2 separate regions of the Gossypium hirsutum genome follow, and region 2 is linked to region 1. A link is a contact called in public Hi-C data. All regions are on one chromosome and are shown on one strand. Each heading gives the region's core, a stretch centred on a gene start, on an enhancer-like site or on the middle of the called end of the contact. The rest is flanking DNA. Distances are from core to core; before and after follow the strand shown.

What was found. Hi-C and Micro-C count contacts between places; a contact is called where the count stands out from the background.
Region 2: a Hi-C map of hypocotyl shows a contact between it and region 1, with 6 times the contacts expected there. The contact joins the enhancer-like site here to the promoter of LOC107892463 in region 1. A contact is called at or near these places in 9 of 34 Hi-C or Micro-C datasets (anther, callus, hypocotyl and 1 more).

What each region holds. Positions count from the first base shown.
Region 1 is chrA11:101,339,293-101,345,731 of Gossypium_hirsutum_v2.1, forward strand. It overlaps LOC107892463 (violaxanthin de-epoxidase, chloroplastic), which reads right to left and starts at 4,021. Exons shown (of 6, transcript XM_041081937.1): 1 at 3,785-4,021; 2 at 2,898-3,221; 3 at 2,597-2,769; 4 at 1,995-2,091; 5 at 1,504-1,895; 6 at 636-1,270. The coding sequence starts at 3,185. The coding sequence ends at 757. It also overlaps the pseudogene LOC107892471.
Region 2 is chrA11:101,521,264-101,527,128 of Gossypium_hirsutum_v2.1, forward strand. LOC107893012 (a long non-coding RNA gene) reads right to left here. Exons shown (of 5, transcript XR_001682707.2): 2 at 5,260-5,503; 3 at 4,820-5,177; 4 at 4,594-4,721. Among protein-coding and RNA genes, the nearest start is that of LOC107893012, 3.3 kb to the right of the region's middle. Within about 2 kb of position 1,323, at least 5 of the 9 cell types and tissues checked have an H3K27ac peak or open chromatin away from gene starts, as enhancers often do.

The sequences.
Region 1 (6,439 bases), core at 2,771-5,270:
CACGTTACAAACCATCACTTATTGTTACGTTTAGTGTTACAAGATCTTCTCCAATATTTCTTTTTGCCTTCTTCCAATACATTTTGTTTACTTTATTTCAACACTTTATAAGAAACCTCTACAATATTTTACAAATAATTAAAATTAATAAATGCATTAATATGTAAAATTGTTGAACTTGAATGCTTAATTCGGATTGGATCTTGATTGAGATGATTAGAGGAGTGATTATAAAATTGGATATTTGTTGAAGACTGTCAATCCTTTTACTATTACTGGAAAGTCTTTACAAGGACCCGACTCGCATCTGTGTACCATCGTTAGAGGCAGATCATTTAAGCTACTTGTGATCTTTATGAAATCTTGAATAATTCACTCGGATCAGACTTCTCATCTTTGATTTGCAATAATCGAATCCCAAGGTTTGGGGTTGCTATGTGTTTTGATCTATAGATATCTAGTTGTTGCGTTTAGATCGACTCTTTTCGATCTTGGTTGGTGTTTTGCATATTACATGTATACATATTTATGATGTTGTATTTTTATTCCGTTGAGCTGTTTGATAATTGATTCTTGATGATCTTTACTTAGATCTTATTTAATATCATGAATATGCATATGTTTAGAAAAACAAGTAGCAGAATGAATACTTTTTGAACTGATTTGAGCCTCCATGTGAATTACGGAGATATAAGCTATACAGTTTCTAAAACAAAACGATGTAATTTAACTGTGGTGAATCACTTGTGAAACAATCTATCTTAGTTTCCTGATCGGAAGTGCTTCCCCGAAGAGTTTCTCGACTTCACTCGCTTCCATTTTCAAGTCGTTCAAAAGTTCCATCTCTTCTTTGCTTAGCCCTCTCAAGAAGTTTTCTTCATCTTGTTGCAGCTCTTTAAAACCTTCAGCCAACCTCTGAAACAATGTCTGTTCCGTCTTCTCAACCTTCTCGACCCCCTTCTCCACCTCCCCTTCTATCTGTTCGACTTCTCTAATCAGTGTCTGCTCACCTTCCTCTACTTTCTTTTCAAGTCTTTCTACAAGGGGAGGCTCTGGACCACAAGAATTATCTGTTCTGATAAATTTGTTGAAATTTCTGCCTACATTTTGAGCTGCTCTTTTGAGTTCAGGTACAATGGTTTCGGGCAAAACTGCACTTCTTGTGTAGACAACGGCACCACCATATCCGTCCCATGCATCATTTCTACCCCGGTAATATACAAATACATAATCATCTGGTTTGTTTTCTATTTTGGATGATATAATATACCTGCATGTTATATTAACCAATGAGTACAAAAGCAAGAATCTTATGAAAAAAGGCACAATCATCACCAGGGGTTTCGAAACTCAAAACACTTTGCCTTACGGTAGCACCAGATTATAAATTTTAAGCACATACAAGTGAAATGCTTCCCTCAAATATGATTGAATGTTTAATATTCAGGATATACTTAACCAGCGAATGCTAACTTAAAAGATATATACAGGAACGGATATTACCAGTCATCTTGATAGTGAAGGTACTCATTGTCATGATTGTAAAGAATCCCAGGGTGGTTTGGATCTTGCAAGAATCTTTGCGTAGCTGATCGAGTGAAAAAGCCACCATCTGGTGTTCTTATTCTCCAAGACAGATTCCCGACAAGTTTGCCACCTTCTATATGGAATTCATGTAGTTGGCAGTCAAAAGTGTCAAAGGTAGGATTTAGACCACTACTTATGAACCATTTCCCAGTAAAATCTGCAATGTTGAAGTTTTCAACTAAAACAGCAGGATCTGGGACAGGGAATTCCCCTATATCAGATTTCTGAGGCACACACTTCTTGCGCGAGACGGCACACTCATTAAATTCATCTACAACACTGTTCTCAAACAGGTCCCCGCATTTAATCTGCAAAAGTGCTGATAAAAAGCATAATATGCACACCCTCACGCATAAGCTGCCCCATCATTCAACATAAATTATTTGCAAGAAACATACAGAACTAACCTGGCATTCGGTTTCATCTGGCCTATCATTGCAGGTCTGGAGGCAAGCAACGTTTGCAGCACATGACGGGTTGGCAATGCACTTAGCAAGTTCTATCCTGACAAGAACAACATTGCACATCGAGTTAGATGATGGTAGAACCTTTATCTTTATATACTTAAGAATGCAATCTAAAGTAATCAGGGATGTAGGAGGTTCATTTAAGAAGCTGAAACAAAAAAAATACAAAAGATTGGATTCTGTTCCAGAGTTGTATAAGATATCTGATGATTGAAATTGATGGTTATACTCATTGGTGATGGTTTCAGGATTGATCTCTTTACGTATGAATGTTTCACACAATCTATAGATTACTAATAGATATATAGATTACAAAATGTGGTGAACTGTAGGCCTTCCATGAACCACTTATGCAGTAAAGGCAGCTTCTCAGTTACCCTTGCAAACAGCTTTTGACAGGGTAGAAATAAGTAAACAGGAACTACTATTAGTAGGATGTGGTGCGATAGTACAGCTTGTTGTCATGTTTTAATGAGCTAAAGTTAAAACTGTAAGACGAGTACTAAATTTAAAGACCATTTACACTTAATTTGATCGAATACCTGCACTCCTTCAACAAGCAAGTGCATGTTTTTAGAGCATCAACAGCAGCAGCTGATGGAATCACCAAGTATGCACATGCAAGTAGTCCAACCAATTTCACAGTCTGTGACTGGCTCCATTGTTCTAAGAGATTTGATATGGTGGGTATCTGAAATGAAAATACCTCTTCTGCCTTAAAGAAGACCCCAAAGAGAAAAAGGAAAAGAAGAAGATACGTAAATACAAAAATACGAACATTAACATACGAAGGAATGTGGTTAATTAGTAAGAAACTCAGCAGCATCTATACACCAATACTACCTTAGGTGTTCTTTCATTGCTACTACTTGATGAAAATTTTCTCTCTTTTCTTCTTGAAAACTGATGTGAACATCTTAACTTCGATGCAGAATAATTCATATTCGGCTTAATTAACTGAGAATACCTTGAGTTTCTGCAACTAGATTGAAGTTTCAGTAGCATCATGCCATGAAAATGAGCTACTAGTCTCCGGTGAAACCTCTCTTTACGAGTAAATCCGGATGTTCTACATGGAACTTTAACACTTTTACCATGGGAAAAACATATTAGACGAGCAGCTTCTGCCATATTCCAGTATCTCAACTTCACATACAACCTGATTATCTACAATAAATCAGTATAAATGTTGTTACTGGAGAAATTCGAAGGAATAGAGTCCAATTCTTTCAGTAGAAATGTCAGAATCTAACTTTCCATATATGCATATGATCTAAATATATAATTTTTGCATCATTCACTAAACCAAACTTTCAGCACATATAAAAAAGCAATCATCTACTAGCATTTGTAAAAGGAAATGAAAAAAAGGAGCAAAACAATCAAAAGAAGAGCATTTAGTTGCCTGGTTTACCATTTCTGGAACAAATTATCAACTAAGGAATAAAACCCATTTTCCTAACAAACAAATTCCATAGAAAAATTAAGCAAAAGATGCTCAATTTCGAGATAAAAATAAAAAGGAAGAGCAAAATTGTATTATAAAATTTATCATTTAATGAATCATATCCATTTCCCACCAAGAAATGCCAGAATGAAACTTAGCAACAAATTCCCAAACTTTACTAGTTTACAAACCAAGAACTTTTCTTCTTTTTTCCGTCAATTACCAGCTATAAATACAAGAAAAAGGTTATTTATTTTAAAGAGAAAGGGAGAAAAGAACAGACCTTAATTGAATGGAGCAGGAAAATAAAATGGTGGGTTCTTCTTCTTTTTAATGATTTTTAAATGTTAGGCATGGTTATAAAAGAGAGATTGCAGACAGACAGGCAATGGATTGTTAACACTTGGGGAGAAAAAAAAGGCGGCAAGAAGCCAACAACAACGTGTGACTAACAGCAAGTTGATCGATAAGTGAAATTAGGATAAGACAATGTGTGGAAACCAGACCTTTTACGTATCCCTGTATATTTGGGAATGTCGGGCCCTGTCTTTAACCAAGTAGTCGTACAATTTGAAGCTAGCTTCATTTTATCAAAATTTCACTTCAACGACAACAATAAAAAAAAGAATTTGTGATTTGACCCGAAAATATTGTAAATGATACATTTAGCCCACAGTTTAAATTTTTATGGGTACTAAAATTTATCCATTAAAAAAGTAGAAAAACTTGATTTACTTAATTTTCTCATCCATGCTGAAAAAACTAGACTAACCATATTTATTTATTTTCATGTTGAAATTCCAAAGTGAGTGTGATGTTATCTGAAATGTACAAGATGACAGTTCGATCCATACTCGACAAGTCTGAAAAAGATGTATCATTTTAAGAACATTTTTTTGTATACGTAATTAATGTAGCATCGAAAAGCTTTGGGAACCATACACGTAATTAGTGTTGAAACTACAAGACAGGATTTAGCTCCCCCAAACGATGAATTTTGCTGCATCTTTTAACACCAAATTAATCAAGCCGTAAAACCTTGAAAATTCATGATAACTCTTTCCTTGTTTCAAAGCTTTTATGGTTGTTGAATAATAAAAAATGACTTCTTGAAATGTTATATCAGTGATAACCACTAAGAAAAACACGGTCTATAAATGTATTTCTGGTTGGCGTTTTTTCCTGTGAAATTAACTTCCATTTCTCCATTATATAATCACATTTTGCAGACATTGATTTTTTCTGCTCATCCAATAATAACTGGAAAAGAGCATGGAAGTTACTCCGGGTTAAAACCTTACATTTCTTAAGTTACAAGTAAAAGAAATTACAGTAGTAGAACCCACATATGTTCTTGAATCAACCTTGCTTAGAATTATGTTTTGTCTAGCCTAAAAGACTTACTTAAGGTTCTTAACTTCTTATCGTGGTAATAGTACTAGTGCTCATCCTTGACCTGGTAAAGTATGTGACCATGAGGATGAAGAGGAACAAGCTCAAGAAACAACTTCATAAACATGTTAAATCAAAACATAATTATAATAGGTGCTCCAGTCTCTAAAGTTGCTCCAAGGGTGAGATTGAGAATGCTATAAGCTTTAGCAGAAAACAGAACAGTCTAGGCAAGGGAATTACCAGTGAAGTTTATCAAGGCATTCTTCCTAGTGGACAGCTTGTGGCCATCAAGCAGATAAACAGAAGCAACTCTCCTGATTCTTTCAAAAGCAAATTTGCAGGTCTTCCCTGGATTCAACATCTGAAGCTTGTTTCAATGTCTGGTTGCTGAATTGAAGACGATGAGCAATATCTGGTATTTGAATATTGTCCTAAGTAATTCTTGCCTGAAATCGTTTTTTGTTGTGCAGTTTTAGTTAGACTCATTGAAGTCATGCTTGCCTTAGGCTAGTGGAAAGTGATGTATCTATATCTCATATGGCAAGGATTGCGCATTCCTGACTCACAGTGAGGCTTGCCATGCTAGAGAAAAGGTTGTACGGTGCAACCTTTTAGGATGTTCGACTGCAGACATACATATAGCTCTCCTTTAATCTTATTCTCTCATCACCTTTAGAAAACTTCTTGGCTTTCATCATTGTTCTGGATAAGACAGTGTTCTTGACATGGGGAAAACGAGTTAAGATCCTAAGAGACTGCTTGCGTTGAGGTATCTCCACCATTATATGGATGGACGCATTATTCATAGAGATACTAAGGTACAATGGATCCTGGACCATTCACGAAACTATGTGAAATTTCTTACGTAAAAGCAATTGAAATTCTGTAGTTTTAGTTCCATTCTTGTTTAATCTTCTATGTTGCGGGTTACTAACATTCTTTTAACTGAGAATCCTGAGCTGAAACTCGCTGTTTTGGGATGGAATCAGAAGAGAGCCAAGTATTACACTTTCTTCTAATTCTAGTCACTCTGAGGTATAATACAACCTATACTTTTCGGCATTATGTATGGGGAGCAGAGAATGGAACAAAACTTCATCAGAAACACCCTCTTTTAGTATCGTTTTAAGTGATCTCAGCTTTCAGGATAAAGATGGATCTGGAAAGGAAAAAAATGGAAGTAGTTTGGTGGAAAAAAATATATACAAGAAGACTTTAAAAATATTTAACATATACCAATTGGATAGGTACTCGAATGATATTCCTAGACCTTAGTCCAAATAACATAGAAAAAGAAAAAAAAAAAACCAAGTAATCTGTCAAAAAAGTTATTAAATTTGGCTGGTTTGCCATCTTCAAAATAAATGAATCTAGCAAGTGCAGCCAGAGCCCAGAAGTTCATGATTCAAGATGCTGCAGAATGTACAAAATAAGTGAGAAAGCTGGGGTCTATGGCGTGGGAGTGTGTGTTCCGATTGTATACTAGTAAAGCCTAACACTAGCCATCCATGGGGGCATTGGGAAGCAATGAACTCCTTACATT
Region 2 (5,865 bases), core at 73-2,572, 180 kb after region 1:
AATTAGCAAATTCAAAACCTAAACGTTACTTTTTATCTTTTTAAGCCTTTTGCCTCAAATGATGGCAGTCAAATATTGCAATGAGTTGTTGCCTCATTTGATGCCAAAATCAGAACGGAGAGACCTTAAATGGAGTACGCATTTTATTATTTCTAATGAAAATTTTCATGTGTTTTAAAAATATTTGATTAAAATTTAAATTAGTTTTTATTTTTTATTATTAGAATATTATTTGAGTTTATATCCAAGAAAAATATGTTTAAAATACTTGAAATTGTTAAATATATGAATTAAATTAGAATTAAATATTATCAGTTGGCATGGATATTATTATCAATGCAAGAGGACGTGGGTTTGAGTGCGTTGAAATGCATTATCCTCCTTTTTTTGGGTTGGAGAGGGACTATGGACAGTTCTAAGCATTGTGTCAAAAAAAAAACAAATATAATCAAAACCTATTTTGAGATTATTCAAAAAAGAGAGAGAGAGTTAAATATATATTTAATAGAAAAACCTTAAAAAGTCAATAGTGCTCTCCTAAGTCTACCAAAGAAACAGCGACTACTGTGGTTGGGAAGAAGGCGAGTGGTGACTTCGGGGGTTTGGAAGATGAGAAGGAATTAGCACTTCTTGAAGAAGAATTGATCCAGCTATCGGTGAAAAGTTCTTTAGTAATTCCATCTGAAAATCAGATGCTGATATGTACAGTTTGGACAAAGAAATATTACAATCCAAACAGTTTGAGAGCACACTTGAGGAGCATATAGAAAACAAGAAAGAAATTTGAGATTCTTATTGTGGGGCAAAACTTGTTCTCAATATCTTTTGAAGACGATGAAGATCTAGAGCAGATTATGGAAAGGCATCCATGGTTTTTTCAAAAATAATTAACAATCTTTGATCGGATAACGAAAGTAATGGAGCGGAACAAAATTAGATTGGTTATCTCTCCATTTTGGATTAAAACTGGGCTGTGTCCTCCTGATATGATAAGAAGGAATTGATGCATGCGGTGGGATCCACGTTTGAGGGTGTAATTCGATTAGAGATAAAATGTGAGTTTTGCCGAATTAGGGTTAATTTAGACATTCAAAAACCTCTGGGAAGAGGTATTTTTATCTCTCCAAACAAACAAGGAAAAACTTGGCTTCCTTTGAAATACGAGAGTCTTCCAACGTTTTGTTTTGGATGTGGCCGGTTAGGACATGGTGTCAAAGAATACACGAAAATACCGCTTGAAGATCGAGATAAGACAGAAAATGAACTACCTTATTCAATAGCACTCAAAGCTAAATCATCCATAATAGGAAAAGAAAGCCTATGGCTCGGATCCTTGAAAAAGAAAACAATGAAACAGTGCCACTACACAGGCGTGGAAGGAAAGAATAGTGAAGAAATTTTCTATACGGACTCTACGAAACAGAAATACTAGACGGCGACGGAGAGATATTCGGAAAGAAATCCTAATGTTTTGGAAACGGAAGACGTGTGGCAAAATAATAGGAATAATTAAGATAATCTAATTCCTCAAAAAATGCCAATAATCGTGAAAGAGAAGTCTAACAAGAATCAAAGTGGCGCGGTAGAAAATCCGATAGAAAATCCTGAGCTAGAGAAATCTACCTAATTACTAGCAGATCAAGAAATAAACCATAATAGAAGCAGTTGGTGCCGCTTAGATAAAAAGGATAAATCTGATACAAGCATGGTTGAGAAGATTTTGGGGAAGCGCAAATTTAATCATGAAAAGCTAGCTGATATTAACTCACATCCCACTATTGAAAGCATGGTAAAAAGAGTAAAGGCCTACAATGGACCCGTGGGGGGTATGAAAATTTTGAATCAGAACAGGCTTCTCCAAAGGATATTTTAGAATTGACACAAACTATATTGGCGGCTGCCAATTGGTAAGCCGACCGAAACCAATGAAGATCCTATGTTGGAATGTCCGGGGACTGGGGAATTCCTGGGCTATTAAGAGGTTTCAACACATGTTGAAACTTTACAAACCCCAATTGGTCTTCTTAATGGAGACAAAACTGGATCACATTCATATAGAACGAGTTAGGAAAAAATGTGGTTTTCAGAATGGGATGGACATTTCAGTTTATATCTTGCACGGAATGGAAACTATTCAGTTCATGTTTGCAGCTACTCAGATTATCACATTGATGTAGATATTAGTGTAGATGATAATTCAAACAAAAGGAGGTTTACTGGGTTTTATGGAAGCCCTAGACAATCAAATAGGCAAGAATCTTGGAATCTTCTTCGAAGGCTACGAAGTACAGGTTCAGAGCTATGGTATGTGTGTAGAGATTTCAATGAAATTATGTATGCCCATGAAAAGAAAGGAGGGGAAACAAAGGACGAAAGACAAATGGAGGAATTTCAGAAGGTCTTGGCTGAGTGTGACTTGATTGATTTGGTTATACGGGATAGAAATTTACATGGGAAAAGGGAAATTTCGAGAACAAAAATATTAGAGAAAGACTCGACAGGGGAGTGGCAAATAATGAGTGGCTAAACTTGTTTATTGATTATCCGGTACAACATCACCCATATTCGTTCTCTGATCATTGCCCAATTTTAATCCAGATGAAGACAAATAGTTCACAAGTTAGAAGAAATCATTTTAAATTCGAGTCTTAGTGGATCCTTGATCCTATTTGCGCTGACGTCATTAAAAAATTATGGGATGAGAAGTCAGGAGATGCATTGGACAAACTGGAATACCTTCGGGTTGGTTCACAGAAATGGGGGAAAAATGTTAAGGGAGAACACGATAGGAAAACGAAGAATCTTCGAGATCGATTGGTTAAGCTTGATGGCATGAATAGGGATGATGATACGTTAGCAGAAATTATCGACGTAAAATTAGAACCAAACTGGGAGATGGAAAAGGAGGAATTATATTGGGAACAAAGGGCCAGAACCAATTGGTTGCGCGATGGTGATAGAAACACGGCTTTTTCTCACAACAAAATATCTCAAAGACATAGGATGAATAAAATCAGGGGATTGAAAGATAGCGATGGTGTTCTTAAAACAAAAGGTGCGAATATGGAAATTATTATTAAAAATTATTTTATGGGGCTCTTTAAATGCAAAGGGGTCGGTAACACAAACCACCTATTTACGGGTGTTAAAAGGTGTATTGATAAAGACATGAATTAATAATTAGTAGCAAATATAAGGAGAAAGACATTGTTGAAGTGCTAAACAGCATTGGGCCGACAAAAGTTTCTAGGCCTGATGGGTTTTCAGCAATTTTTTTCCAGAAATTCTGGCACATTGTAGGGAAGGAGATCAGAGATTTCTACTTGGAGGTCCTAAATAAAGCTAAGTCTTTGAAACCTTTGAATCACACGAAAATTGTGTTAATTCCAAAAACTGTTCATCCAAAAAACTACAGATTTTAGGCCAATTAGCCTTTATTCGGTGTTATACAAAATCATTTCAAAAACCATAGCCAACAAACTTCAAAAAGTACTTGATTTTTGTATCGACTCAGCTCAAAATATGTTCATTTCGGGAAGGCTAATAACTGACAATGTACTCCTAGCCTATGAATTTATACATATTTTGATAAATAAAAGGGTGGGGAAAAAAGGTCTAATGGCTCTCAAGATTGACATGAGTAAGGCATACGATAGGGTGGAATGGGAGTTTTTGAAACAAATGATGCTTAAGATGGATTTTGATATTTTATGGGTTGAGAGGATTATGCACTGTATTAACACCATATCGTATTCGGTTGTTTTAAATGGAGTTCTAGGGATGGTCTTTACCCTAGAGAGAGAGCTACGCCAAGGAGATCCTCTCGTGAAGGACTTTCTACATTACTTAGGCTCGCAACTGAGGAATGAAGACTAAAAGGGGTTAAAGCAAGCAGACGAGGACCTCAGATCTCTCACATTCTATTTGTAGATGACTGCATTCTGTTCGGAGAAGCGACTAAGATTGGAACAACGACGTTTGAACAAGTTCTAAAAAAGTATGAGGAGTGTTCTAGCCAATGCATTAATTATGGAAAATCGACTGTGTTTTTTAATTCAAATAAAAATGGAGACAGTCCGGGATAACATTTCAAATCAGTTGGGAGTTTAAAGGTCCAATAATTCTGAAAATTGTTTGGGTTTGCCAAATATGGTGGGCAGGAAAAAACGCATAGCTTTTCAACACTTAAAAGACGTATAAAGATGAAAATTGATAGCTGGAGTACTCGTTTATTATCACAAGGAGGAAAAAAGGTGTTCATTAAAGCTGTTTTACAAGCAATTCCAACATACACAATGACATGTTTCCTATTACCGCTATCAACATGTGTAGAGATGGAACAAATAATGGCTAATTTCTGGTGGCAAAAGGATCAAGGCAGACGTGGAATCCATTGGTGTCCATGGAATAAACTATACGAATTAAAAGAATGGGGTGGTCTTGGTTATCGCAATCTAGCATAATTTAATTTGGCCCTCCTTACAAAGCAAGGGTGGAGATTAATTGATAATCCTAAGTCCCTTTTAGCAAGAACTTTAAAAGAAAAATATCATCCAAATTCTGATTTCTTAAGTTCAGAATTAGGGAACTTACCATCATATACTTGGAAAAGTATATGGGTTGCAAAAGGACTTCTTCTTTCAGTTCTATGATAAAGGGTGGGCAATGGCTGTAATATCATAATTGAAGAAGATGTCTGAGTTCCAAATATCGATGGCCAGCTGATAAAAAAAACAGTTAATAAGCAAAATGTCACAAAGGTTGAAGATCTTATCGATAATAGCAATAGAATATGGAGATCTAAACTGATTTCAAGTACCTTTTCTAAATTTGTTGCTCAAAAGAGACTGCTAATCCCACTGGCTCATCTTCCCCATAAAGACTTTCTAAGCTGGAGAGGTGAGGCATCGGGTGAGTATACAGTGCATAGCAGATACAAAATTCTTTTAAAGGCAATGCTCACAATAATAATTACAACCCAAGTGAGATTACTAAATGCTACAAAAAACTTTAGAATAGTGACCTTCCTTCAAAAATTATTATTATAGCTTGGAGAGTCACTCCTAACTATTTTCCTACTCTAGTAAACTTAAGAACTATACGATTAACTAATGAAGTCATCTGTCAGAGATGCATGTAAGAGCTAGAAACCAGGGAACATATCTTCCGCGATTGTGCTGTCACAAAGGAAACATGGAAAAAATTAGAGTTTGCCTGGCCGCAGAATACATCCCAATTAGAGTATATGGAATAGTTTACCTGGATCCTGCTAAATAGTACAACAGATGCAGACCGAATCTTTATCTATACTACATGGGCTATCTGGTCCGCCAGGAATCAATGGGTACACGAAGGTCATAAGAAATCTGGAGCAGAAATAGCAAAATTCATTTTGAAATATATACGGACCTAAAAGATATTGAGAGGAATCATCTTGCCTCGAGTCTGGATTTCGAGTCATGGGGACCTCTGAAACAAGGCTTCTTTAAAATATACTTCGATGCTGCTTTTGATAATAGGCAAAACAAGTCATACTCGGGAATAATAGTTAGAAATTTCAATGGAGAAGTTATGGCATCCAAAACAATAGTCCATAACAACATTCCCTCTAGTTTCGCGACTGAAGCCAATGCATGTTTACAGGCAGTTAATGTGGGCAGAGAATTGGGATAAAATCACATTAGTATTAAGGGATATTCCTTGACAGTAATCAAGAAAGTTCAAAACCCAAAGAAAGAAAAATAGTCAATAGGACCATTTATTTTCGATATAAAAGAACGTAAAGCAATTTTTGATGAATGTCAGTTTCAACATGCACGGTGAATATCAAATGAAGCAACACATAATCTGGCGTCTAAAGTGTTA